Regions from separate parts of the Mus musculus genome. Here regions 2, 3, 4, 5, 6 and 7 are each linked to region 1. The links are chromatin contacts, called in public promoter capture Hi-C maps. All regions are on one chromosome and are shown on one strand. Each heading gives the region's core, a stretch centred on a gene start, on an enhancer-like site or on the middle of the called end of the contact. The rest is flanking DNA. Distances are from core to core; before and after follow the strand shown.

Region 1 (3,680 bases), core at 876-3,375:
GAGGCATTTCCCCAACTGAAGCTCCTTTCTCTGTGATAATAACTCCAGCCTGTGTCAAGTTGACACAAAACTAGCCAGTACACTGGTCTAGAACTTGCTATATAAACCAAGATGGCCTTGAACTGAGATCCATTTGTCTCTGTCTCCTTCACTAAAAACATGCACCATCATGCCTGGTTATTTTCACTACTTTTAGCTATTCATCTCTGTATGTCTGGGAGTAGGTTTGTGCACAAGGTAGCTAGAGGAGGGCATTGAATCCCCTGGAGTGCTGGAACCAACTATGATTCTCTGCAATAGAAGCACATGGTCCTCACTGCTGAGCCATTGCTCTAGACCCCCAGAACACAGGACTTCAAATGAGAGGGTTTGGGAAAGTCAGTGGTACACAGTGGTCTCTAAACAAACTCCATTTTCCCTGTGGCTGTAAAGGGAGATTCTGAATTCTCCTTGACTGGCATCTTCTATTGGACTTTTACTTTCCTGAGAACTGCTAAGCTTGAAATAGACAGAACGTTGGCTAATATTTGCTTATTGTCATTTTGTCTTTTCTATAAAAAAATACCTGGACTTATGACCGTGTAATTTATTAGCTAAACAACATTAGAAACCTTTTTGTCTCAGTTTTCAAATAAAATGGGTATAATAGCACTTGTCGAATTGCAAGGACCATGTAAGATTGTACTAGATATTGATATATAGTATTCAATTAATCTTTGACATTTCATTCTTCCCTCCACGTTGGTAAATATCTTCTTTCTCTTTTGTAGGTGTTTTCAGTGCCTCTGATTGCTCCTATTAGAAAGGACTGACTGAGGAACAATCTGCAAGAAATGAGTACAGTGGCTCCTTCTAGACTTAACAGATTTCAAATAGAATTGGTCTTTAAACGCAACACTTGGGAGGCAGAGAGAAGGAGGCCGATCTCTGTGAGTTCCAGGCAAGCCAGAAGTACATAGGGAGACGCTGTTTCAAAACAAAAACCCAAACCACAAAAACAAGGACCTTAGGACACTGGAGGGCTCCCCTAGCCCTCATCTTTTCTTTCTTGGGATGGGATCTCAGTTTGCAGTTGAGTCTATCCTGAAACTGTATTAAGTCTGGACTAGAATTTTGCCATTTCTGCCTGTGCCTCCCAAGAGCTGCCCCACCGGCAACTATGCCTAGATTTCTTTCTTTCTTTCTTTCTTTCTTTCTTTCTTTCTTTCTTTCTTTCTTTCTTTCTTCCTTCCTTCCTTCCTTCCTTCCTTTCTTTCTTTCTTTCTTTCTTTCTTTCTTTCTGCACACGGCAAGGAAGAGGGTAAGGAAAGAAAAGGCTTCAATAGTGAACTCTTTCCGTGGATCTAAGGACTACAGTCAATTTAGCATGCCAGTTGTCTGTCTTCTCGTTAGAATTTTCCTTTTTTGAAATTAGCAGGTTCCTAGAGTTTAGTCCTTTATATTTTAAAGAGTGAAACCAAGGAAAACACCGCTTGTGTGTATGCGGGAGCTCCTGTCATGTGGTCATGGAGAATGTCTTGTACATCGCCCTGTTTCCAGCACCTCGTAATCTGACTAGTGAATAGGCACCCAAAAAGTGTCTCAGGATTATTTTCGGAACTTTAGTTATCTTTCCCAACAGAAGCCTGTTGTGCCCACACTTGGCCACAAGCAAATCCAAGCCTAGAAATAACATTTATTCTAAGGATCTCTGCGCAAAGATTCTTGGGAAGTGGTTCCCTTTCTGCATTCTCCCGCTATTCCCCCCTTGGGGAGTCTTTGAAAGAACTGGCACGACTCGCGTTTTCTTCCCTTCTCCCACCTCCGAAGAACGGGCCGAGTAAGGGCAGGGGCATAAACCAATCCTAAAGCGGTATTTCCCCTACTAACCAATAGATACAGGCTGTAAGCACAGGGCGCCGCTTTTGCCATCCTTCAGCCCGCCCCTCAAACTCCTTTTAGATTCTCCACTTGACAACTCACCTGACCAATGGGAAGTTCCTACTCTGAGGGAGGGGGCGGGACTCAGCCCGCGACAGACGGCTCCTTCTGACCAATGGGTTGACAGAAGTGCGGAAGGGGGTGGAAGGCGGAGCCAATGGCGCGGTGCCAATCACGAGCATCAGGGAAAGGGCGGGACGAGAGTGTTAGCGGGAGGGAGGGGAAGGCCTCGGGATCCCAGCCGCGCTGCCGCCGCCGCCGCCGCAGCCCGAGTAGGAGGAGGGAGAAACCAGCGAGAAAATGGCGGCCGTGGCTGCTGAGGCGGCGGCGACCGCGGCGTCCCCCGGGGAAGGGGGCGCCGGCGAGGCCGAGCCGGAGCTAGAGCCCATTCCCGGCAGCGAAGCCGGCACCCCCCTCCCGGTCACGGCCACGGAGGCGGCGGTGCCGGACGGCGAGGCCGACGGGCGCCAGTCCGCCCCTCAGGCCGACGAGCAGCCGCTGCCGCCACCGCCGCCGCCGCCGCCGCCGGGGGAGCTGGCCGATAGCTCCGAGGCTGAGGAGGCGAAGCCGCCCGAGCCCGCGGCTGTCCCGGTCTCGCCGCCCGAGCAGCCTCCGGCCGCCCCCGAGCAGCCCGAGGACGCGCCGCGGCCGCCACCAGCTCCGGCGCTCGTGCCGCCGGCGGGCGGGGACTCGGCGGTGTCGCACCTCATCCCCGGCTCGGAGGTGCGGGTCACGCTGGACCACATCATCGAGGACGCGCTCGTCGTGTCGTTCCGCCTCGGGGAGAAGCTCTTCTCCGGGGTCCTCATGGACCTATCCAAAAGGTACCGTCGGCCCCCCAACTGCAAGCTGTCCGCTCCGCCGCGAGGGAGAGCGCGAACCCGAGCTGCTCCCGCCCCGCCCTCGGGTCCTGCGCGCCGCGCCGCTCTCCGCGTGGGGCGCGCTCCGCGTGGGGCCGACGCGCGCGGCCCCGGCCCCAGGTGTGCAGCTGGGGACGCGCGCGGGTGCAGATGGCTGGCACACCCCGCCTCCGCATCCCCAGCCCCCTGCGACCCTCTGGCTTGCGCACTGGGGCAGATGGGTTAATGCAAAATGCAGATGGATCCCCTAGAGAAACGGGTGCTGTGGGGGGGGGGGGGGGGGAAGAGGTGCTGCGGAGGCATCTCCCTGTCCTCAAATCAACCTTTAACTTTAGCGGGGCTGAAGAAAGGGGTGTGTGCTTTGGGCTTCCCAAAAGGTTACCTGTCAGTTGTTAAAAGAGGAAGAGCCTAGAGTTAATGAACCCTTTTTTAACTGTTATTAAGAACTGCTGGAAATAGTTTCTCGGAGGATCACTCTTTAATAAGGAGGTACCTTTTGCTAATTTTACTTATAGCTTAAAGAAATATTGGAGACGGGATAGGTCCCCTGTCTTTTGAACATTTACTACCCAAGTGGTGGGTTTACAAAGGAATGTTCGCATGACTTTTTCTTTGGCAGTGATAGAGATTGAGTCTCAAAAGATTTCCGAGACGATGTTTACAGTTAAATTTGTTTTGACTAGAAGGTTGAGTTCACCTACAAACCTCTGTCTTATCCAGTATATTTTCACCTTTTGATTTAAAATGTTCTGGGCACTGCTTTAAACAGGTAAAGAAGGTAATCTGCTTTCAGTCTAGAGTTAACCTTTTTATTCTCTTCTTTTGCAGATAGGAAGTGCAGAGACTCCCATTCATGGCTCTCCATTCTGTTTCCTGCAACAGCACACACACTCTGGTGTC
Region 2 (3,680 bases), core at 779-3,278, 3.0 Mb before region 1:
ATTGGTATCAGGCTGCCTCACTAACATTAACTATGCCAAGTCTCAGCTGGCAACAAGAGTGAATGTCAGTTGCACAGGTTGAGAGAGCAACACCAGCATGCAGATTCCAGCTGTCTGCACCTTCTGCCTGTTATCTGCTTTTATGAAACAGGGTCTCACTATGTAACCTTGGCTTGCCTGATAATCATTCCTGCCTCAGCTTTTAGAGTGATGGGACTGAAGTATAAGCCGCCACGCTCAGCTACTGTACCATTTTTTTTTTTAATGAAAAAGGTTGCTGGGTGTGGTGGCATCATCAATCCCAGCCCACTGGAGGTGGAGCCACGCAGATCTCCGGGGATTTGAGGACAGCCATGAATACACAGTGAGACTGTTTAAAACAAACAAACAAATGCAACAACAGAAAGAAAAAACAAACAAACAAACAAAAAACCACCCTAAAAAGCAATCACATCTCCTCACCACTACAAACTTCCTGAGTACTGAGATTACAGACATGAGTTAGCACACTCAGTTTACCACTCTCTACTTTTCTTTTACTGAACTGGGGAAATGCATTAAGCCTACACGAATACATGCTCATACGCACACACCTTTGGTCACATGCCGTCACCAGTCTGGAACTGCAAATACATTCGAACTTTGGCTAAGGCCCAGCCATTTGGAGATAATATTGAATGTGCATCACGCAAATGTAAAAATTTCCCATTATCAACTGGTTGTGGTGGCTCAGATCTTCAATCCCAGCACTCCTCGAGGCAGAAGCATCTGAGTCCAAGGCCAGCCTGGACAACACATACTGAGTTCTAGTTTGGGTTTCTATTGCTGTGTGAAAACATCAAAGCATTGTTTGGCAGGAGGTACTTAGCTTACCATTTCCACATCACTGTTCGCCCCTGAAGGAAGTTAGGACAAGACCCTGGAGGCAGGAGCTCACACAGGCCTTGTGAAAACTGCTTAATTCCTCAGCCAGCTTTCCTAAACAACTCAGGACTATAACAGCCCAGGGGCTCCGTCCTCCCAAGTCAATCGCCAATTAAGAAAAGGCGCTACAGGTTCACCTAATAATAGCCTAATCTTATGGCGGTATACTCTTAACAAGAATCCCTCATCTCAATAGGGACTCCCTTATCTCTAGTAACTCTAGCAAGCACAGGACCCTCCCCCAAATTAAAAGTTTGCATTAAAAAAAAAAAAAAAACTGGCCACATCCTAGGCGTTTTTATATCAGCAAGACACATTAGTTCATCGACTGTGCTGGATACATTCTGTAGGTCAGTAAGTACTTAACGGGCTTGAAACACGGGACCGTGGACCAGACTTGGAAACATGCTGGGGGAAGTTTACCAGACATGCAATTTCTTTCAGCAGTCTTCCACCACGCAAAATACAGCGGTTCAGAAAACGTAGAAGCTAAAAGCCCAACACTGGAATTCCTGCTCAAACCTTCCTGAATAAACTCGAGGCGGTGCCCGTCTGCCTACCAGGGAGCCTGAGCGTTCACAGCACCGCACAGTCGGAAATCCTGACAGCCTTAAAAGTGCCTCAAGGAACCCGCCCCGTGCAAACTATGAATTCACCAAGTTGACCCCGCCGACACCGCCATTTATGGAAAGTCACTCTCCCCCTGTCCTTAAAGATCCAGGAACACAAAACAAAGATGATGACTACTGAAACGGGAGCCAGCCCGCGGGAGGCGGCGGGAGGCACCGGGAGTCTCCACCTCCGCGCTCCCCGGGCTGCAGCGGGCGTGAGCGCAGCCCTACAGGGAGAGAGGTAAACAAACTCAAAGGCGCCACCCCGGCTCCATGCCCCGAAGCTCACCTCCACCAGCTGGCAGCAGCCGGGGACGAAGTGGATGGAGAGCTCCTTCTCCCGGCCCACCATGCCCGCAGTCTTTGCGCCGCTTCAGTCGCGACCGCAAGCTCCACTAGCGCAGCACTGCCAGGGGCCGCAGCGCCCGCGCCCTTGGCCCTCCTCCCCTAGGCCCAGGCCGACCCCGGCTGCCGCTTCCGGCTTCCGCCGCCCTGGCCGCGCCTGTTGATTGGCCGCCTCTCGCCACGCGTTCAAAAAGGGGCGGAACCTCAAGGGACGCTGTCAGCCCATGTGCCAGTTCTTAAGGAGATAGAGCGTTAGAACGCAGGCACTGGTGCCAAGCGATGGATGCAGGCTTCCTTGGGTTTAAGAGTGTTGGCTTTTTTGTTTGTTTTTTTAAAATCTCTCCTACTTATTCCTTCTTAGTGAAGGGTAAGGAATCGATTCGCCTAGGTTTGCAGACTGCGAAATGCCTAGGAGTCAACCAAGCATGTATTATAGAAAATAGACTAAAACATCTGTAAAGTTAGGAGGCAAGAAGGTAAGGGTTGTCCCGTGAACACAGAGCTAAGGCTGGACTGAGTTGGTTTTAGGCAGTCCGAACCTCAGGCTGGCCTTGGGCTCAGAGAAAGACCTGCAATTTCTGATCCTCTCTAGTTTCCTTGTCCAAAGGCATCAAAGGGTTACAGGAGTGAACAACCAACCTAGGCAAGGTGCGGTTCGTCCTTTAAGGCAAGAAGAAAGAATAAAAATAGGACTGTGCTCAGAGTCATTAACATCCCTGAAAGCTATGTTTTTCTGGAATGCTAAAAAAAAAATGCTGTGAAGTTTGAAAACTGTTTATTTTTAGCTAATTAAAAATAAAAAGGTGTGGGAGAGAATGTTACTTTCTAAAAGGCAGGTTCTTCGTATTTCCCCCCCCGCAGAACCACAGGAGAAACTCAACTGTGCTAACAAGCCCAGTCAACTTTTAAGTAGATTTAACAGGCGTCCTGGCTGCCCTTTGGAGGCTTCACTTAGGGGACGACGACGCCCGGGGCTGCTGGAGCCAAGCCAAGGAGGAGCTGCTAAGACTTAAAATGAGGGAGCCAAGGAAGGGCGGAATGCCAGGCGCTCCTTCCAGCCCTGTGTGGTTGTTCAAAAGTTAATCAGAAACAACAGCTCGCAGGGTCTGACTCAGCTCTCAACTGTAACCTGCAGGTTACAAGCTCCGAAGCACAGCAACAGGCAAGCCAGTGAAATTTACCCTGAAAAAAAGCCCGGGCACACTTTTTCTCCGCCCACTCTCTACCCAACAATCTATTCCCATCCAGACACCCACGATAAGGGATTTCAAAACTCGCCCCAAAACGTGACCACTGCCTGAATTACCCCCAAAGGCCTCATTTTCAGAATCCTTTTGGTTTATTTTTAGACTAAGGATTAAGCTGCCCCTTGGGAAAAGTTTTCCTCAGTCAGGTGATAGTTTTTCTCCCACCCCCCCACCCCACCCCCCCCCACTAAAGAATTTATTCCCTCACTCTTTGGAAGAGCAAACAAAGGCAGCCTAAGGCTCCCTACTTTTCGAATTTTTTTTTTATAATCCGGGTCTTATGGTTATTAAAAGGGCTAGCTATCCCAACACTAAATTATAATAATAATTAGAAGTCCGAGGGAGGGACAAATCCAAGATCCCTCATCCTAATTAAAAGTGAGAATATTTCAAGTTTCTGGTTGATGTGTGTGTAGTTTGCTTCCTAGAGGGGATCATAAAATGTACTCAATAGGAAGACTCAAAATTTTCCACAATTAGTGTGATTCTCAGAGCAACCTTGTGAAGAGAGTGAGAAAATGTTTGCTTGCCTATATATAAGAGTACGGTTTGA
Region 3 (3,680 bases), core at 755-3,254, 2.9 Mb before region 1:
TCACCTGTGTCTGACAAGCTACAGAAAATACCATGCCAGACACTTTGTAGACATAGGGAGAACACACCAAATTTTAAAAAAAAAAAAAGTTAGATTCCCTCCTTTATCCCAGGATGCTTTAAGTTTCCTTGAGGTAGAAAAAGCTGCCATGGACTTACAAATATTAAATATCTGACATATTATCTTTGACACTGTAAGCCTTAACTACTGCTCCTTAAAACCAAACAGCAGCTGAGCCATGTGTGTTGTGCAGGTCTCTTAAGTTTCAGTACTTGGGAGGTGGCAGCAGGAGTACAAGGCTAGCCTGTGCTACAAGAGACCTTGTCTCAAAACAAAAACATCTACCCTGTTCTGTAGAACCTAAGTTGTCTGAGTTCCCTGGAAATGGTGTGGCCATGGAGATGGCTGTGTCTGATCACTCACTTGACCTTGTGAATGGAGGAACGTTGATAGAAACCAGATAGAGACTACTAACCAGTACATGCTACAGAGGATATAAACCGGCCTTTCATCTTCCGCTCCATCACTTACTTGCTGGCTGCATAATATAGTCAGAAACTCTCTCAATGTTCTCATTTGTAAAGAGTACAACTTTGGTACTTTTCTCGTCTAGCTGTTCAAAGGAATAACATATAGACCTTACGACAGTACAGCTGCACAGTTAGCATCTATCACCTCACACCCAAGGCTCTAGTTACTTGTGCATAAACCACAGCCCTTAAGAGCATAGCATATATCCTTGGAAGTCTGGGTTCCCACTCCATTTCTGCCAATTTAGTTTCATAAAATTGAGTGGATTTCAGTCTCATTTTTCATTTACTTCCAACATGCTATTAATTTGTTGTAGGTGTGAGTTACTGACAGTCTATGTAGCTCAGGCCACTAGGTCTGGAAGTGTCTATTTCTTACAGGTGAAAACATTAAAAATTACTTTATTCTAACTGTTTAAATGCTATCACCATCTACACTCAATTTACTCTGTCATCTACACACCAAGTTCCACTATTCTATTGTTAAAATGCTGAACATTACTTAAGAATTGTTTCATGAGATGGCTCAGTGGGTAAGAGCACTGACTGCTCTTTCAAAGGTCATGAGTTCAAATCCCAGCAACCACATGGTGGCTCACAACCATCTGTTATGGGATCTGAGGCCCTCTTCTGGTGTGTGAGGACAGCTACAGTATACTCATGTTAATAAATCAACCTTAAAAAAATAAAATATTAAAAAAGAAATTCCAAAGAACTGTTTCACGAGTGGAAAAGAATCCGTGGGCAGCTGTCTTTACTGAACAGATTTCTCAGTCTTTATGCTTTTATATCTGAATGCAATGTCAATGCAGAAAATTCTAAAGAGAGTAACTTCTTTTTAAAAAGAAAAGTAGCGCCTGCCAACTCCTAATCCCCTTCAACCAGCTGTGGTTTCTCCATGGTGTTGATGGCATATTTTGGAATCTCACGCTTGAAGACTCGCTGTGTGCAGGGATGACCTCATTTCACGTAGGGCCGCGTCTCTACCATCCCACACTGCGCTAACCAGGTGTTTACTGCGTGAATTTGGAGAAAAACAAACACCGCCCCAGCCCTAACCTGGCTTTCGAATGACTGGGAAACGAGGGCACATCCCCTTCCCACCCTGTTCCCCCACCCGTACGTACCCGAAGGGTCATTGAATCTCTTCAGGGGCGCCTTAGGAAAGGACATTCTGACGCCTGGGTCCAGATGAGACAGCAATCAAACGCCCCAGCAAACTGTCAGCTCGCCTGAATTCAAATTTACCTCAACTTTCCCCCTCAGCCAATCAGAAAACCTAAACCTATCTGGCCAATCCTGCATGGTCCAAAGAGCATGCGCACTAGATTCCTACCGCCGCCCAATCGGAAGGTTTGTAAGTTTAAGCTAGTAGCCAATAAGAGGCTGCTCCTGATCGTCGCCGCAAACAGCTCTATCCAATCACTTCTGGTTTTACTCAGTTTTACTGGGTAGCCCAGTTCGCGCAAGCGCACTTCACAGGCCGGTGGACGCGTCGGAATTTTGGCGTCACACAGGTTTAAAGATCGCAGGCACTTTTCTCCTTTGTTCCGGCGTCAGTGTTCTTTGGATGTCAACATCTCTAGGCTTCGGTCGATTTCACCAGGGCTCACGAGTGTCTTAAATGGGCTCTGAAAGGGAGAATTTTGCACACTCGGACACGCCAGTTTGGACTCTTGCGCATGTGCAGTGACCCCAAGGCGCCGAGGGCAAGCCCAGAGCCTAGTCCCGCCGGTGTAGTGCTCTCCCGGAGCCGTGTGCCTGCGTGGCGTCTTCAGAATGTCCGCCCCGTTTGAGGAGCGCAGCGGGGTGGTTCCTTGCGGGACTCCGTGGGGACAGTGGTACCAGACCCTGGAGGAGGTGTTCATTGAAGTCCAGGTGCCCCCCGGCACTCGCGCGCAGGACATCCAGTGCGGCCTGCAGAGTCGGCACGTGGCTCTGGCCGTGGGTGGCCGCGAGATCCTCAAGGTAGCAAGCCAGGGCTTGTCCCGAGTTCCTTCTTCTGGCTTTCCCGCACCCCGAGCCCTAAAATTCACGGTGTCAGAGGGATGACTGCTGGGTGTGGCAAGGTTAGTTCCTGGCTGGTAGAAAGAAGTGGTAAATTGTTCTGGCGAGGGGTCTCCACGGAGCACTGCACCCACAGAGCAGATTTTGCGCGGGTAGAACTCAAAGATTTTGTTCTCCACTTTATTTCTAAAATAGGTTTGGGGTGCTTTTATTTCCTCCGGAGTTCCTGCTGACAGAAGGCTAAGTAGGTCAAAAGAACGAATATGCGTCTTCTGGGCACCGATGGGAGTCCCAGAGACTAGACAAAAGGATTCTGAACTCTGTTCATGACGTGTAGGCTAATACAGGCACTTACAAGCAAGGCTAGGGTAATGGGATGAGGATTCCAAGATGTCAGATTGGTTTTCTAAATAACAAGTTTCTTGCATGTTGATCTTCATCGTAGTGAAAAGGTGTGTGAAGTTACCTAATTTCACCAAATTTTTAATCTGGTCACATTTCCCCGTTTTTGGTTAAGAATTTATTAAGACTCACATAACAATCAGGCTATACTTTACACCTAGATTAGATGCATAGCCTGTTGGAGGATGACTGTATAATGTAGTGGTGAACGGAGACATGATACTGTGTTTTGTAACCTTGGGCAGGAGAAGGAAAATTAGTCAACAGCTAATTGGATATCAATTTCTGCAACATGTGATTTGAACCTTTTTAAGAAACTGGCCTTTTCTAGTGCCAGCTTCTCAAAAGAGATTGAACTAGCTTTAATAACATTGAGTTTAAAAGAGAGAGCACTTTTAAGGCAGGTGTTGTGGTGCACGCTTTTAATCCCAGCATTTGGGAACCTTAGGCAGGTAGATCTCAGCTCAGCGAATTAGGCCAGCAAGCCAGATGTACTAAGCCAGCTCCATGACTCCATAGAGCAGTGGTTTTCAGCCTTTCCTAATGCTTCGCTCCATTAATAAAGTTCCTCATGGCCGGGTGTGGTGGGCACACGCCTTTAATCCTAGCACTCAGGAGGCAGAGGCAGGGGGATTTCTGAGTTTGAGGCCAGCCTGGTCTACAAAATGAGTTCCAGGACAGCCAGGGCTTTACAGAGAAACCCTGTCTTCAAAAACAAACAAAAAAGTTCCTCATGCTGTG
Region 4 (3,680 bases), core at 312-2,811, 2.8 Mb after region 1:
GTCAATAATAGACAAAACAAAGTATTCATTAAACTGTATTTTTAACCAGTCCCTAACATGACATGGCTATCCCTTATGTAGTACTGGGGTTGTCTTATATGTATTATTCTAGGCAAGCTCTCCACCCATGAACTTATCTTTGGGTGATGGCTAATCTTTAGAAGCAGAAAGACTGAGTGGCATTTTCTTGTGGCTGCCCAGATAAAAGGACATGAAGAAAGGAAACTGCTCTTTGGTTGCTTGCTCTAACACTCACTGGCAACTTCATCTGTACCACTGCTGTGCCATTCCTTTGCCAGTATTAGAACCAAACTTCTTTGGGATTCCAACATGGACTGAAGACCTGTGGCTCTCCAGGAATCTTCCAGGTCTCCAATGCCAGGTGGGGGTCTGTTGAGACATCCAGCCTCTTAGACTGAGCAACTACAGGATTCTCAGCCTTTCAGGGCTGAGACAGCCATTGCTGGACTACTTGAACTGCATCTTGTAAGTCACTCGGATAAGTCATATATACATATATATCCATGTGCATACACACATTCATTCTATCAGTGTAATAACCCCTAGTACACTTTCAGTAAGATAATAAATCTGTGGGTATAGGAAAAAACGAAGAGCCCTTACCTTTTAGAGGTTCATACCAGACTAGAGACAAAATGATGGGGCTCATATAACTATGGAAGTTGGTAGTGAGTAGACTCTTCTTTTGTTTTTATGCCTGCAATGCTCCACATATTTAAAGGAAGAAACTGAGACATTCTTGTTTGTGAAGCAGAGCTGTTTATCTTACTTTTAGTTTGCAACACTGCATCTTACGACTCCCATATCATCTGTTAACAACTCTTCTCTCTCTCCTCCCTCCCCCTCCTCCTCTCCCTCAGGGAAAGGCCAAAATGGAAATATTTCTTGCTAGTCCTGATGGCTCATTTCTATACCTCTGGCTTTCCAGAGGCTGGGAAGAGACATCTGAAGCCAGCCTGGGCTACACAGTGAAATTACCCACTCCCTCCATTTTAAAAAATTATATTAAGTTTTTTTCACTTGTCAATTTGTGGAAGGATTGTTATAGACATCTTTGAATTCCTAAATGAAAATAAAAGTGAATGGAAGGGGGAAAATGAAGGTTTAGGATGTTATTCTTAATCATGTTCACAAATATCTCCATATATATGAATATATCATAGAGTACAATCTTGCTTTTAAAAAACATTTTTGATGATTACATTAGTATAATTTTTAAATATATTGCTTATCTGTATTTTCTGACTTTTACATAAGGCAAGTATTTAATTTTAAAAGTCTCGTATAAAAGTGGGGGCTGCAAGGAATGGAATTACTAGAGAGTACTTTCTTCTACTAACAAAAAGTACGAAGAAGTATTCTCCTGACCTGACCAAGAAACCAGACAGCGGATCTTTCCCGAGAGAAGCAGGAGATGCGAAAGTGCGCATGTGCAACATCTTTAGGGCGGGAGTAGGACCTGCTATAGGACAGCCTTGGTAGCCAATGAGAGGCCCGCGTCAGAGGCTTCTTCCTGAGAAGGCAACCGGAACTTGTGCTTCCGCTGCGCTGAGGAAAAGTCACTACCGGAAAAGCAAGAAAGAGCTGAGGTGAGCGGGCGGCGGCGGTTGGCGACCGCAGCCTAAGTCTGTCTCTCCGCCCCCGCGGTTGCGTCTCTCCCGGCGTGGAGCGCCGAAGTCCGGCGCGGGACAGCCTGGGACGCCCGGGCTAGCCTTCCTCCCGGTTCCTCCGCGAAGCCTCCCCGGGGCCTGAGGCAGGCGGCCGGCCGAAGGTACACCGAGTACCGCTCTCTCCGGACGACAAGCCAGACGGGAGGTTGGGAGGTCCGAGTTCTCGTCCCCACGCCACGGGCTTTTATAATGTCGTGGTCTTAGCCTGCCCTGTCGCCATTGGTAAAGTGACAGTAGCCGCCTGGGAGCGCGGGGGCTGGGGGAGGGGAGCGAGAGCCTGGGTCGGAGCCGGATTCATCCTGTACCAGACTTTCCGCGGGGACCCAGTCACGGGGACAAAGTGAGCCAAGTGTCTGAGCTTGCGGACCCCCCCCCTCCCAAAAAAAAAAGCACCCACGAGACACTGGATCTTGTTAGTGTTAGCGAGTCACGACCTCCAGCGGCTTTGAAAAGTTCAGTTTGAACCGGTAATGGGCGGTTTCTGTAAGGTGGCCCGCTCTAACGCGGGATGCCCAAGTTACGGGGGTTTGCACTTGCGCCCGAAAAAACTAATGCGGATTCCCGTTGTACAATTCACCCCCTTCTGCACGTTGGGAATTGGCTTCTTGTCTCTATAGTCAAATTGGGAGTAGTCGTACCGTCCTGATGATTGGAGTGAGGATGCGGATCTGTCACTTACTAAAAACCTTCGGGAAACTGCGGGTTTAGTGTGGGTGTGGCTAAGGGAAGCGCAGATCCCCAACTTCAAAAGCCTTCGGGGGATGAAATTTAGGCCAGGTGTTGACTTGAAGTGGCTACAAGTAGACTTTCGTGTTCTAGGTATATACACCCTGAATTAGCTCTAACAGTTAGACAATCTGAAGAATTTGGAGTTGCTTCCCTCAGATTTAAGGTATTGGCAGTGTACATCAGTGTGAGAAAGCACTCAAGAATCTTCTCATTGTATAATGTACTTAAATTGGAAAAAGCAAAGGTTATTTTGACCATATATGTTGGGATTTAGGTTTTAAATTTATGTAGAAAAGATGTAAAAATTGCTAATGTGTTAAGAAAACTGTACTATACTAACTCTACTATACTGTAAGATGTGGCTTCCTTCAGAAACCTTGGAAAATATTTGAAATATGAAATTTAACAACGGTGTTTTGTTATAGTTGTTTGTTTGTTTGTTTTTTTGAGACAGAATTTCTCTGCGTAGCCTTGGCTGTCCTGGAACTCACTCTGTAGACCAGGCTGGCCTCGAACTCAGAAATTCACCTGCCTCTGCCTCCCAAGTGCTGGGATTAAAGGCGTGCGCCACCACTGCCCAGCAACAATGGTGATTTTTGTCAAGATGTAAAGAGAGTTTTAAGTGTTTGGGTTTGGAGACCACTGTACAGTAAAAAGGAAAGTGAACGACATGAGATTAATAGATACCATATGTAGTTTGATTATGGGAAAGAATAATAAATAAGGCATATGACATTTGCATATAAATGTTCTTTTCCAGAGTAGGTTCCAACATATGCCTACCAAAAGGAGTCAGACATGAAAAAATAGTATATCATGTACCATATAAAAGCACCCTAAATACAGACCCTTTTTCCTTAGTTCTCAGAATATGTTTGTTCTTTGAGAATTTTATACACACACACACAAACACACATGTGTTTTGATCATACCCGCTTCCACACTCCTCTAATACCTCACAGACCACTACCATATCTTACTCCCACTTTTATATATTTTAAAAATATTTACTTAGTTTTTAAAGATGGATCTTTAGCACCGGCTGGCCCAGCCTCACTGTGTAGTCCAAACTGGCCTTGAACTTAGAGCTATCGAGCTTCTCAGTCACAGGGACTACAGCATGACCCATCATGACTACAGCGGGAACCATCATGCCCAGTTTAGGTCTTTTTAAAAAAATGTTTAAAAATAACAGTAAATAAAGTCCTCTGCCAAACCTGTGGTGGACTCTGCTGCTTGTTTTTCCACTTTGTATGCTTT
Region 5 (3,680 bases), core at 870-3,369, 2.6 Mb after region 1:
CCACTTCTGGCCTAATGCCTAACTCACGCTTTTTCTTTCCATTTTCCACCACATTAGGGAACAAGGCAGTCTTGGGTTCCTATACAACCAGTCAGAACTGGCCAGGAACTACAATAAAGAAGATTAGTGAGCTAATGCCACCGGCCTGGGGCTCAGCAAGCAGAAGTACCCAGGGGCACTGGCTTTGTAAGCAGCAGCGTGCTGTCTGTGGCTTCGTAACTGTCAGGGCAGATGGCAGCTAGCTCCAGTAAGGAACTCTCCATGGGCACATTTCACACCCCACGGGCAAGGAGAGACTGGTGATCAACAAAAGCCTTCTGCTGACAGTAACCCCTGACCCCTCTCTCTCTCTGCCTCTCTCTCTCTGCCTCTCTCTGCCTCTCTCTCTCTCTCTCTCTCTCTCTCTCTCTCTCTCTCTCTCATACACACACACACACACACACACACACACACACTCCTACAGTACTCCTGCCCACCAGGCCAAAGCAGCCCTGACAGAAAACGAAGCTGGCAGCTGCCACATAGGCCATTCTGACCACAGTATCAGTGCCACATCTAGCTTACATCGGAAAGTCAACCATTAGAGATAGCAAATATTTTGACTTCAGCTCTGCTTCCTATTAAAATGTCTCCTATCCTCGGCTTCCTTTCTGATCCCATGACTTAAGAAGCGCCTGCTCTACATCCAATGGGAAAACCTTTTGTATTTAGCTCTTCAAGATAAATACCACTCACTGGCTCCTTTCTCAAGCAAGTTTGACAGGAGAGAAGGGACCCAAGGAGCATCGGGTGGAGGGGGGGAAAGCCACAGAAGGGGGGATGGTGGTAGGGACAACTACCTTCAAGGACTTACAATCCCGACTATAGATATTAATCTATATTTTTGTCCTCCGACAATGGCGGGAGGGGGGGGTGTCACTGAGTGCTAGGCAATGGTTCTTGCAGGGCCTGTGCCCAAGAATAAGGCTGGTCACTTCTAAGGGAAGGGGTCAAGAGGTAGAAATGGTTGCTTAGGAGCAACAGTCAGTCGTCAGTCTGATCCCTAAGTCTTCCTGCCCAACTGTGGGGCTGTGGGCACTAAAGAATTGGGCTAGCCAAGTTCTAAGTCTGGACTGGAAAACACCCAGATAGTCGCGGGAGAAAACCAACAGTCGGTTCAACCATGCTCCCTGCCCCCACCCTTAGCCACAAGCTACTCCTCTTCCTGTACACACAGGAGGGCTTACCTTCCTGAAGGTGATGTGGCAATCTCCCACAACAGACAGGTGGGCAGCTAAATACGAAGGAAACCTTGACCCCTAGGATTCCATCACCCCACCTTTCTCCTCCCCAAAGCCATCCAGGGGAGAGGCGCTAGTATAGGCCAGAACGCTTCGAAGCAGGTCAGCCATGCCTCCCGGCTCATCAGAGCTTTCCTCTCCCAAACCGTGCCGCTGTGGCCCCGGCCCCACCCGGCTTCGGTTCACCGCGGGCGCCCAGTACCCCCTTGCCTGTCAGGCGGGCCCAGGCAGCTCTCTCTGGCCTTGGCTGAATGATGGTGGCCGCGACCGCAGAGGCGGGGACTGCCCGGCGATCTGCAGTATGTAGGTGCAGGGATGTAGCCCCCTCTGGGCTTGTGGCCCCTGCAGGTATCCCTGGTCCCCGAGACTATCCCTGCCTCTTTTTAGGGCGGGTGGCTCCGGCCCAGGCCACGCACCTGCTGTGGCTGCCGCTGAGGCTGCTGCGCGGAGCTCTGCGCTGTACCCACGACTTCTGGAAAACGCTCCCTGCCCAGGGCGCCCGGGGCGGCCGAGGGGAGAAGGGACAACACAGGCCTGTAGCCCGGCCTCCAGGGACCTGAAGCCGTGTAGCCTCGGGCGCCAAGCCAAGCGCCCCCAACGGGCTGGGAGAAGTGGCGCCCGCCCCTCGCGCATCCTCAGGAACGCATCCACCGCCTAGGCAGCATTTCGGTTCCTGCATCAGCCCTGTTGTCTCCGAGAGTCCCTTACCTGGCTCGGTGGCAGGTCCAGGGGAGGGACCCGAGGCTACCGCAGGGCCCCGCGCCGGGGCGCAGGATGCTTAGCCCCGCTCCGCCGCTGCGCCGGCGGACCGCCGCGCCCCGCCCGCGGCCCCGCCTCTCCGCCTGCCGCGGCTCCTCCCCTGGCCGCGGTGCCCAGCCCCTTCGCCGCGGCTGCTGTCACACAAAGAGCCGGAAATGGCTGCGGCGAGGGGCTCCCTGCGCACCCCTGACCTGCAACCTCCTGAACCCATACCTTCCAGCCTTAGAGTATCCAGCCTCCGGACTCTGGAGGTGGAGGAGGGACGACTTTCCTGCTGCCGCCTGCATCACCAGCGACACCTGCCACTCCAGAAGGAAGGAAGCGTCAGCTCCTTTCGCATCTCCCCGGTGTCAAATTATTTTCATATAGTCATTTATTCACCACATCTTTATCGACTACCTGTTTTGTTCCAAGCATCTTGCCAAGAGCCAGGCACGCACTAGTGTGCAGTAGAGCCCCTGCTCGCTTGGAGCTTATTATTTGCCAGCATTAACTGACCTAACAGGAGTCCAATGACAGCTGCTTTCCCAAAGAAGGGAGCAGGCTAAGTGAGAGGTTGAGCCCTTCCACCACTTGAAGAATAACTTCCCAGAGGGCACGGGCTCAGAGGGCACGGGCTCAGAGGGCACAGGCTCAGCGGGAGAAAGCGCTTGCAGCCAAGCTTGATGATGACCTGAGTTCGATTCCCAGGATCCACAAGGTAGAAGGAGAGAGACAGCTTCTGTATATTGTGTTCTGACCTCCACCCACATGCATATATGCACATTACACAGACACACAGACACATACACACACCCATACACACACACAATAAATAAATGTAATAATTTAAAAACAAAGAGAAACATCTACTTCCTTTCCATTTCTTAGTGTAAAAATGTACAGCTATTATGTGTGTGTGTGCGTGTGTGTGTGTGTGTGTGTGTGTGTGTGTGTGTGTGTGTGCGCGCGCGCGTGCCCATGTCGATCCCATTGAGGTAGAATTGACTCGTGGACAAAATCATGATAAGCTGACTTTTAGGCAAACCTAGGAAGGAGCTGAGGAGACAGAAGCCTCTTAGATGCTGCTTAGGGCTCTTCAAAGAATCCATTGCTCCTTGAGACATAACTCGGAGGGCTTTAGGTAGGGATGAGGCCAGCTGCATTCAGTCCTGACCTGAACCCACCCCAGCATGGTACTGCTCTGAGTGGGAGATGCAGTACCTGCAATAAAGGGAATAATAGTTGCTCTGGGTACCATATATATATATATATATATATATATATATATATATATATATATATATATATATATATATGTGTGTGTGTGTGTGTGTATGTATATAAAGTATTTATTTTATTCTGTGTGTATGGGTATTTTGATTGCATGCACATATATGTGTACCGCATGCATGCCTGGTGCCAAGAATAATCTGGAACTGGAGATACAGATAATTGTGAGATGCCATGTAGGTACTGGGAATTGAACTCAGGTCCTCAAGAGGAGTAGCCACGGCTCCCAACTGCTGAGCCATCTCTCCAGCCTGCCCTCTTAGGGGAACTAATTGGAAAGTACTTGAGAGCCTGATTTATGTATAGAGCAACAAGGAATAAAATCTTGGGTCATGAGAACCTTCTCCAATGCTTGCCAGACGCCACAAA
Region 6 (3,680 bases), core at 324-2,823, 2.6 Mb after region 1:
TTTTTGTAATGTTGAGGAGACCAGGAAGGAATTTGTTGGGATAAACAGAAAATTCAGGAGTCCTCAAAGGCAAGGCAGACTGGGTCCCATCTGCCCCAGGAACACTAAGCAGCTTCCATTTCTCGCGTCAGTTCCAGGTGACTGACTGACTGACTGGCTGACTGGCTGGCTGGCTGGCAAGCAGCCGTTCATTCATATGTCTGTGCTCAGAACTCCAAGGCTGAGTGTGAGCTCAGCCAGGAGGGGAGATGTGCTGTATTCCTAGAATGCTGTGACAGACTGGCACAAACATGGTGGCTCATAAGTGACAGGATGCTTTCTCACACAGTTCTGTGGACAGGAAGCCTGAAATCAGCACGTCTGCAGGACAGCTCCCCTGTCCCGTCCCCCCATCCCCATCCCCTATCCCCGCCCGCTGCTCATGGATCCATTGCTTCCACTCCTGCCTCTGCCTCCACATGGCCTCCTCTTGTGTGTGTGTCTCCATGGGTTCAAACGTTCATTCTCTTAGAAAGACTCCATAGAAGTGATCAAGGGTGATTTCATCTCGCGATCCTTAACTAATTAACACCCATGAAGGCTCTACTTCTAAAGCCATGCTCTAAAGTTCATGTTGAGGGACCACCAGTCCATGGGAGATAATGGTTGAGCAATCTTGACAAGGGTATTTGAAATGTTGGTACCCGTGTTTTGCCCCTGAGGTGTTCGAAGCTTTAGAGTTGAAGGAACTGGGATCCAGGCAATACAAGAATCTCGCCCAGAACCATCATGTAGAGGCACTGCAGGAAATGAGAGGAAGGAGGGGGAGAATTTCCAGGGGGGAAGTGGGACAGGAAAGGAGGGGACAAGTTCGCCACAGAACCGAAGGGCATCTTTGCATTTGAAACCACTATCCACAGATGGAGATGGAGTAAGACAATGATCACTGGTCAGCCTTCAAGATGGCTCAGCAGTAAACCCCTTACCTCAAGGAGCCTCAGGACCTGAGTTCAATCCCCAGAACCCACATAAAAATGCCAGACACGGGGGTGTGCCTTTGTACCTCAGAGCTTGCAAAGCTCACTGGCCAGCTGGCCTTAGCCTGCTGGGTGCAAATTCCAGGCTCATGAGAGACTTTGTCTCAAACAGAGAGTAGACGGTTCTGGAGAAATGACACTTAAGGGCTGCCTTCTGATCTCTACATAGGTATGACATGAACATGTGTACCTGAAGAGAGAGAGAGAGAGAGAGAGAGAGAGAGAGCGCCAACTACAGAGAAAATACACAAGCACTAGAAGAATGTGCTATCTTGGGGATCAACCTGCAAAATTTTTCAACCTGCTCGTTTCTTGCTGAAGGAACCAAAGCTCCTTTCACTGGCAAAAGCCTACTCAGACTGGTCCCTGAAAGCATTGTGCGTAGATGCCTGCTGGTTGCCATGGTGAATGATGCTGATCTGAAGAATGAATAATGTGAGCGTTGGGGGCGACAGTGGGATTACTCAGTGGTGAGTGAGAAACATCAAGGAGAGCCTGGTGCGGAGGAGGGAGAAGAGGGAGAAGCTCGTCACCTGGGATCCGGTCCGCTCCGGCTCAGAGGGGAGACGTCTATACCAGACACACTGCGAGCATCAGGTAAGAGGCATGGATGGCTGTCTTGGAAATAAAAATGGCTTTTCCTTTCACACTCTGCCTGGAGAGGGGCCAGGCTGTGGGGACTGGATAGCTAAAAATGGGAAGAGTTTAAAAACAGAAGACGGGGAGAAAAAAAAAAATAAATACGAAGAGATGGATTTGTCCCTGGAAGCTGGAGATGCTGTAGAAGCAGTCTCGGTGGAAGCTCTTAGAAACGTCTGCTGCAGGGAACCCAGGCTATAAGATGGCCAGCAGCAGGGGGGAGGCAAGCAGAAGGGGAGGTATGTGTACAAGGACAGGATGCCCGATCACCCCGATGGGAGGGCCTTACAGGGCGCCTGTGTATTAACAGGGTATGAATTCCGCCCACTTACGGAGGTTGGAAGTGTGTTTGTTGGGTATGTAGGTCCCTGGGTGGGGAGGTGGGCATACATCAAGAGACCCGAGGGAGAGTAAGTCCGTTTCCTTCTGAAAGCCATCTCTGGGAGGCTCTGTACACCCCTGCCTCATCTTTTGTATTTCCCATTTACTGGGTGCAAATTCCCAGCCACGTGGAGAGGAGGAAGCTGCTTTCTCAAGCATGTCACTGTCTTTAGAGATGGAAACCAAGGACTGAAAACTTACTTCACGCTGTTACGTTTTCCCCTGGCTCACCTAGCCTAACAACACAAGCCCAGAAACAGAAATCAGTTTGGCTTAATATTCACTTTGGGCTGAACGTGCCCGCTTGCCATTTCAATCTTCCGCAGCATCTGCACTTCTGGCTGGGGATGGGGAATGGAGAAGAAGGCAGAGGGAGACCGGAACATATAGAGCCTGGCAACGCTTGTCTAGATTTTTGATCAGGGGGGATTCAGAAGGAAAGCTTTCTCTCAATCGGAGAGAATGAAAGAAAACCCAAAAACCTTGATGCCTCTCCTTTACCAAAGCTGAAAGGCTTACAATCTGAACAGGGCTCATCTGCCATACAGCCAACCAGGGTACCTCATTTACCAATAATTTAATAATAATAATAATAATAATAAATAATCAACAATAATAATCTATTACTGAACTCAGGGGCTCTGCATTGAAATACAGTGGCTAAGTGGGTAAGTTCTCTCTCTTCCTGTGAGCTGATACTCCAGGCCGCTCATTAATAAGATGGGAATGGAGTCTGTTATTGTGGGAGAAGCCACCTGGCACAGCCTGGATCCAGCAACTGCCGATTTGCTGTGGTTCTCAACCCCTTTGGGGGCCAAACGACCATTGGAAAACACAAACATTTACATTACAAGTCATGACGGTAGCAAAATTACAGTTATGAAGTAGCAACAAAAGCAATTTTATGGTTGGAGGGTCACCATCACATGAAGTACTGTATTAAAGGGTTACAGCATTAGGAAAGTTGGGAACTAGTGGGTTAGACAGTCACAAAAGTCATAGTACTATTGCTACTTTTAGAAGTTATGGGGCAATTAGAAGTTAAGCTATCCTGGGAGCTGAGGACCTTGATCTGAGAAACTAATTTCTTGCACCTTGGGCTTTGACAAAACAAAACACTTGCAGAAGCTTTGAGGTAGATCGCCACTGGGGGGCGCCAGAGGGAATCTCTACTAGTCATGGGAAAAGTAACTTGTCAAAAAAAAAAAAAAAAGCCATTGGGCAGAATGTTCTAGGTAACATTACAGCATTCACAGCAGAGGCAAGAGGTCAGGACTGAGCTGAGAAGCATAAGGTAGGCCCTCAGAGCTCTCTTCACGTTGCCTGTGTTTGGAAGGGCTGGGAACGACACTGTCAGTGATGGATCTCAGCCAGGATGGGCTGTGGCCGGGATGATGTGGGTACATCTTGAGCCTGAGGGCTGCTAGCTTTGTCATGAGCCAGTCCTCATTCCTACCTGTATTCCACCACTGGCTTACTAGCTTAACCTCCGGACGTCCATTTTCTTTTGTCTCTCTAACGATGTCAGTATCTGTGGCCATCTCATGCGCTCAGTCTGCAGCGGCTAGGATGATGTCAAATGCTGATGTAGGAGGGAGGATGTCACTCTTCACTGTGATTTGGTTCCAGACCCGGGATGAACAT
Region 7 (3,680 bases), core at 738-3,237, 2.4 Mb after region 1:
CTGGTGTGGTTTAGAGCCTTGGTAGACCCTCTCTGATCTGGTGATGCCAAAGATGGCAGGTGGCGTGTAAAGAAAGCTTGAATGGAGACTTATCCTGGAGTCCAGGAGTTCTGTTTCCTCCTGGAAGCCCTCCATGCACCCACCACCCATATTTCCATTAACCATGCATTACCTTCAAGTCCCATACCGTGTGGTGACATGACCACAGCCAAACACTCTTTCCTGTGCCCTGGCTGAGCACTGCAAAACTCCATGAAAGTGGGGGTGGGGGCTCATCACTGTATCATGGTCTCCTGTCCTCTCTACTTGGGGCTACCAGCTTCCCCAGTGGCCTCTTTCTTTGCAGCTCCACAGCGTGGGTCGGAGCAATGCCAGCGGGTGAGGGAGTTCTAGCCCAGGTTTGAGAGCTTATTTTCAGAGCTAGAGGTCGGAAGAGAAGGATCTTTAGCCTTCTTTCTTAAAGACAGGAGGAGTTCACTGGGCAGCGAAGTGGAGGTGAAGGGCTTTCCTGGGAGGGAACATTGTGTTTACTTTCAAAAGAGTTTAGCTTTCTTAAGCTGATGTTGGCATTGTTCCCCCCACCCCACCCCCCAGCAGTCAGGAATGGGTGGGTTCTAGGGTTTTTGTTTTCTTTCTACAGATTGATGTGTAGATGGGGGAGCAGCAACAAAGGTTGGCTTCAAAGCCAGCCAAGTAACCCACTTAGCCCCACCCCATAGCGGCACCTTTGGCTCTCTGTATTGTGAAGGTTCCTGGGGGAAAGCAAGGTCTTTCCTCCCAGAGAGTTCTCCATTTAAGCTTTATATCTTGTATCGTCTGATACAAGGTCTTTCGTCATTTTTCCTAAGATTGTTCAGATAAAATGTCCTGAGACTCCAATGGAGTGAGGCACTTAGAACCCCCCCCCCCCGCTCCAGTTTAAGGGAGGAGTATTATTCTTTTGCCCAGTGGGTCCTTGGTGCAGGGTTTTACAAGCCACTTAACCTGTGAGTCTCCAGCAGGCATAGAAGAGGAGGAGTTGGGGAGTGGTCTGTTGCTGGGTAGCTAGACTCCCAGCAAACCAGGCAAGAAAAGGCTCTGTTTGAAGGTGTGCCACCATGGCTGTGGGACCACCCAGAGGATCTTACTGATGCAGGGGAGTGAAGCACCCCTTAAAAAGCACCAGTCAGTCACATAGACATCCTCACCCCCTTAGCTACAAGTCACCCCCATGACTCGTACCTCTTGCTGAGTCAGGGATCTCTCAGTTCTCAGTGTCATGAACATCTCTCAGCTGTAGGCTTTGAATGATTCATGTCAGGGTTGGATCAGGCCAGGCAAGATTTGCAGCCCAGAATCTGCTGGCAGAAATATATTCCTGGTCGTTAATCTGAGCATGCAGGAAGATGAATCAAGGGAAGGATGTAGTATTTGTGATTTATCCCCCAGTGCTGAGACACAGCCGCTATCTCCGGGCTCGGAACTCACAGCAGCCAGAGGGATGCTTCGAGTGGGAAAGCAAGCTCTGGGCAGTGAGGTTGTGCTATTGGCATCTAGAGAGAGCTGTCAGCAGTAAGCAAGCAAGCAAGCAAGCAAGCAAGCAAGCAGTGGCTCTCTGCCTGGGCCAAGATCGAGGTGGGAGCTTCTGGGATGATTCTCAGCATGTCCATTCTGTAGGCAAGGAGGCGTGTGAGAGAGCTGCTTGGGTGGATCCTGGCACATTCCCTCATTTATTAAGTGAAATAGAATGCAATGGGAGCAAAGAGGGGGGCTTACGTTGGGGGAGGGGAAAGAATGGGTTTAGACATAGGGCTGTAAAGAACTTTGGTGGTACCAGCAGGATGTAAGATATCTGGGAAAGGCTGGCCTACCGTGTTATATGACCGGGGTTGCCTCAGAAAGGGTAACACTGAAGCACATATTTTTTAAGACTGGAGGTTGTAAACTACAGCCCATGTGAACCTATCACATGTTCCTATGAGTATTATTCTGGAGCAGGGCCATACCATTTGATTTATGGTATCCTGGAAGCTTCTAAGCAACCAAGGAGAACTGGGTAGCTGTGCTCCACCAAGGCAGAACTGAGCAGCTGTGGTCTACGATCATGTGGTCTACCAAGCCTCATCATGTTTACTCAGTAGCGCTTTGTAGAATAAGCTTACCAACTCCTGCTTCAGAGTCTTCTGGAAAACATGACACACTGTTTCAACTATGGTGGCCTCACTGGGCCTTACTGTTTGAGGATAGGATTAATATATTTGGAAGCCAGAAATCTCTTCCCAATGCAGTAATAAATGTTTACTAAATAAGTGGAAAGACTCTTGCCACAGGACTAGTTTAGAAGTCAGGAGGTCTTGGTAATAGAAACTTCTAGATTAAACAGTTTGCAAAGGTCTATGCAACAGGGTTCTAGAATTTACCTCTGTAGGAGATAAGGGTAGCAAAGGAGTTCTTTTCTGGTGAGTGTCAGTTCCAAAGAAGTCAAGGACTGTTGCAGAATTAATACAAGAGGGAGGAAGTGGTGTACCAGAGCTGGGAGTCAGCCCTTGCCAAACCAATACTCTAGGGCACCTCATTTGGGTATTCTGGAAGAGCTGGAGGAGGAAACCTGTAACGGCTTGAATAAGGAATACCCACCTAACAATACCTTCACTAGCTATCCAGATTCTGGGTCAAAATGACAGCACACAGGGCATGTCTATCCTTTAGGGCAGGGGGAGGTTACAGTTCTAAAATCTTTTCGTCTTCCCATCCTGACAATTTCCCTACTTCATTATTGAAGGTGAAAGAGGTCTGTCCTTTTCAGACAGAAGTGGTAATACAAAGCCTCCTAATGGGGCTTTAGGCAGACATTCTAATCAAGTTCAGCACACTCTTCTCTCCTATGCCCCATTATCGATGTCTGATTTCACAGTGATGATGAAGTCAAAGAGTCTTTCTCACCAAAGAAGGCACTGCCTCTTGGAATCATGTGGAAGGCAAAACCATGTTGATGCCACATGGCCCTGTTGGCAGCACCCCCTATGTGACATTTGCATGCCCCCCCCCCACTGCAGTTAGTCCGTGTAGGTTCTCAGTGAGTTTCTTAGCTCTTTTTTTTTTTTTTTTTGGTTTGGTTTTTCGAGACAGGGTTTCTCTGTGTAGCCCTGACTGTCCTGGAACTCACTTTGTAGACCAGGCTGGCCTCGAACTCAGAAATCCGCCTGCCTCTGCCTCCCGAGTGCTGGGATTAAAGGCGTGCGCCACCACACCCGGCTTCTTAGCTCTTTTAAATTGTGTCCTTCTTTCTTAAGTAGAGGATTTGTTGTTATGGTTATTTCTGGCTCTCCCTCCACTGTGACTGAAGCTCTTGTAGGGTGTCATCAAGACCTGACATCCATATGCCCCTTTTGTGCTAAGCACCACAGCTTGTCCATAGAGCAGTTTAGCAACCATTAGATCAGTGACAACTGACCACATGTAGGAGAAAGCCTTATAAGATGTGTGATGGTGGCTTCCTATTGGGTTGATGAGCAAAGCAAAGAGACCATTCCCTCCTCTGATTGATCAGTGAGCTAACCGGAAGCATTGTAATATAAAGTCAGGAAAATAACTACCTGAAGGGGCTGGAAGAAGATAATCACATCTGCTCTGGTTGCTTCCTTGCCCTGGGAGATGGAGGTAGCCAAGATAGATCTCACTCAGGTTCTTCCTGCTGAGAG

Evidence for each region. Promoter capture Hi-C pulls out the DNA fragments that hold promoters and counts their contacts. Capture Hi-C pulls out chosen DNA fragments and counts their contacts.
Region 2: a promoter capture Hi-C map of pre-B cells shows a contact between it and region 1. The contact joins the promoter of Mat2b here to the promoter of Pwwp2a in region 1. A contact is called at or near these places in 17 of 39 promoter capture datasets (the 3T3-L1 cell line, 3T3-L1-derived adipocytes, the C10 cell line and 11 more), 3 of 484 Hi-C or Micro-C datasets (B cells, CD4 T cells and nephron progenitors), 4 of 115 datasets of contacts at active chromatin or transcription factors (astrocytes, effector CD8 T cells, extraembryonic endoderm stem cells and 1 more) and 1 of 9 other capture datasets (liver).
Region 3: a promoter capture Hi-C map of embryonic stem cells shows a contact between it and region 1, with 6 times the contacts expected there. The contact joins the promoter of Nudcd2 here to the promoter of Pwwp2a in region 1. A contact is called at or near these places in 14 of 39 promoter capture datasets (the 3T3-L1 cell line, the C10 cell line, the HPC-7 cell line and 9 more), 1 of 484 Hi-C or Micro-C datasets (regulatory T cells), 10 of 115 datasets of contacts at active chromatin or transcription factors (astrocytes, embryonic forebrain, embryonic stem cells and 5 more) and 2 of 9 other capture datasets (adipose tissue and liver).
Region 4: a promoter capture Hi-C map of adipose tissue shows a contact between it and region 1, with 4 times the contacts expected there. The contact joins the promoter of Med7 here to the promoter of Pwwp2a in region 1. A contact is called at or near these places in 2 of 39 promoter capture datasets (the C10 cell line and pre-B cells), 1 of 484 Hi-C or Micro-C datasets (muscle stem cells), 1 of 115 datasets of contacts at active chromatin or transcription factors (astrocytes) and 2 of 9 other capture datasets (adipose tissue and liver).
Region 5: a promoter capture Hi-C map of liver shows a contact between it and region 1, with 3 times the contacts expected there. The contact joins the promoter of Cyfip2 here to the promoter of Pwwp2a in region 1. A contact is called at or near these places in 3 of 39 promoter capture datasets (the C10 cell line, hippocampal neurons and pre-B cells), 1 of 115 datasets of contacts at active chromatin or transcription factors (astrocytes) and 1 of 9 other capture datasets (liver).
Region 6: a promoter capture Hi-C map of pre-B cells shows a contact between it and region 1. The contact joins the promoter of Fndc9 here to the promoter of Pwwp2a in region 1. A contact is called at or near these places in 4 of 39 promoter capture datasets (the 3T3-L1 cell line, the C10 cell line, hippocampal neurons and 1 more), 1 of 115 datasets of contacts at active chromatin or transcription factors (large pre-B cells) and 1 of 9 other capture datasets (adipose tissue).
Region 7: a promoter capture Hi-C map of embryonic stem cells shows a contact between it and region 1, with 3 times the contacts expected there. The contact joins the enhancer-like site here to the promoter of Pwwp2a in region 1. A contact is called at or near these places in 5 of 39 promoter capture datasets (the 3T3-L1 cell line, embryonic stem cells, hippocampal neurons and 2 more).

What each region holds. Positions count from the first base shown.
Region 1 is chr11:43,679,873-43,683,552 of GRCm38.p6, forward strand. Pwwp2a (PWWP domain containing 2A) reads left to right here and starts at 2,126. Exons shown (of 2, transcript NM_027557.1): 1 at 2,126-2,744. The coding sequence starts at 2,221. It overlaps Gm34963 (a long non-coding RNA gene), which reads right to left and starts at 2,192. Exons shown (of 2, transcript XR_388594.3): 1 at 1,963-2,192.
Region 2 is chr11:40,690,654-40,694,333 of GRCm38.p6, forward strand. It overlaps Mat2b (methionine adenosyltransferase II, beta), which reads right to left and starts at 2,029. Exons shown (of 7, transcript NM_134017.2): 1 at 1,825-2,029. The coding sequence starts at 1,887.
Region 3 is chr11:40,731,657-40,735,336 of GRCm38.p6, forward strand. Nudcd2 (NudC domain containing 2) reads left to right here and starts at 2,005. Exons shown (of 4, transcript NM_026023.5): 1 at 2,005-2,498. The coding sequence starts at 2,310. It overlaps Hmmr (hyaluronan mediated motility receptor (RHAMM)), which reads right to left and starts at 1,781. Exons shown (of 18, transcript NM_013552.2): 1 at 1,658-1,781. The coding sequence starts at 1,703.
Region 4 is chr11:46,435,400-46,439,079 of GRCm38.p6, forward strand. Med7 (mediator complex subunit 7) reads left to right here and starts at 1,562. Exons shown (of 3, transcript NM_025426.3): 1 at 1,562-1,792.
Region 5 is chr11:46,310,239-46,313,918 of GRCm38.p6, forward strand. Cyfip2 (cytoplasmic FMR1 interacting protein 2) reads right to left here and starts at 2,120. Exons shown (of 31, transcript NM_133769.3): 1 at 1,989-2,120.
Region 6 is chr11:46,233,984-46,237,663 of GRCm38.p6, forward strand. Fndc9 (fibronectin type III domain containing 9) reads left to right here and starts at 1,574. Exons shown (of 2, transcript NM_177075.4): 1 at 1,574-1,613; 2 at 3,666-3,680. The coding sequence starts at 3,673. The region is part of intron 23 of Cyfip2 (cytoplasmic FMR1 interacting protein 2); the gene reads right to left.
Region 7 is chr11:46,114,639-46,118,318 of GRCm38.p6, forward strand. All of the region lies in intron 7 of Adam19 (a disintegrin and metallopeptidase domain 19 (meltrin beta)), which reads left to right. Among named protein-coding and RNA genes, the nearest start is that of Mir8100, 14 kb to the left of the region's middle. Within about 2 kb of position 1,988, at least 67 of the 459 cell types and tissues checked have an H3K27ac peak or open chromatin away from gene starts, as enhancers often do. A contact at or near this core is called in embryonic stem cells, where this site is marked.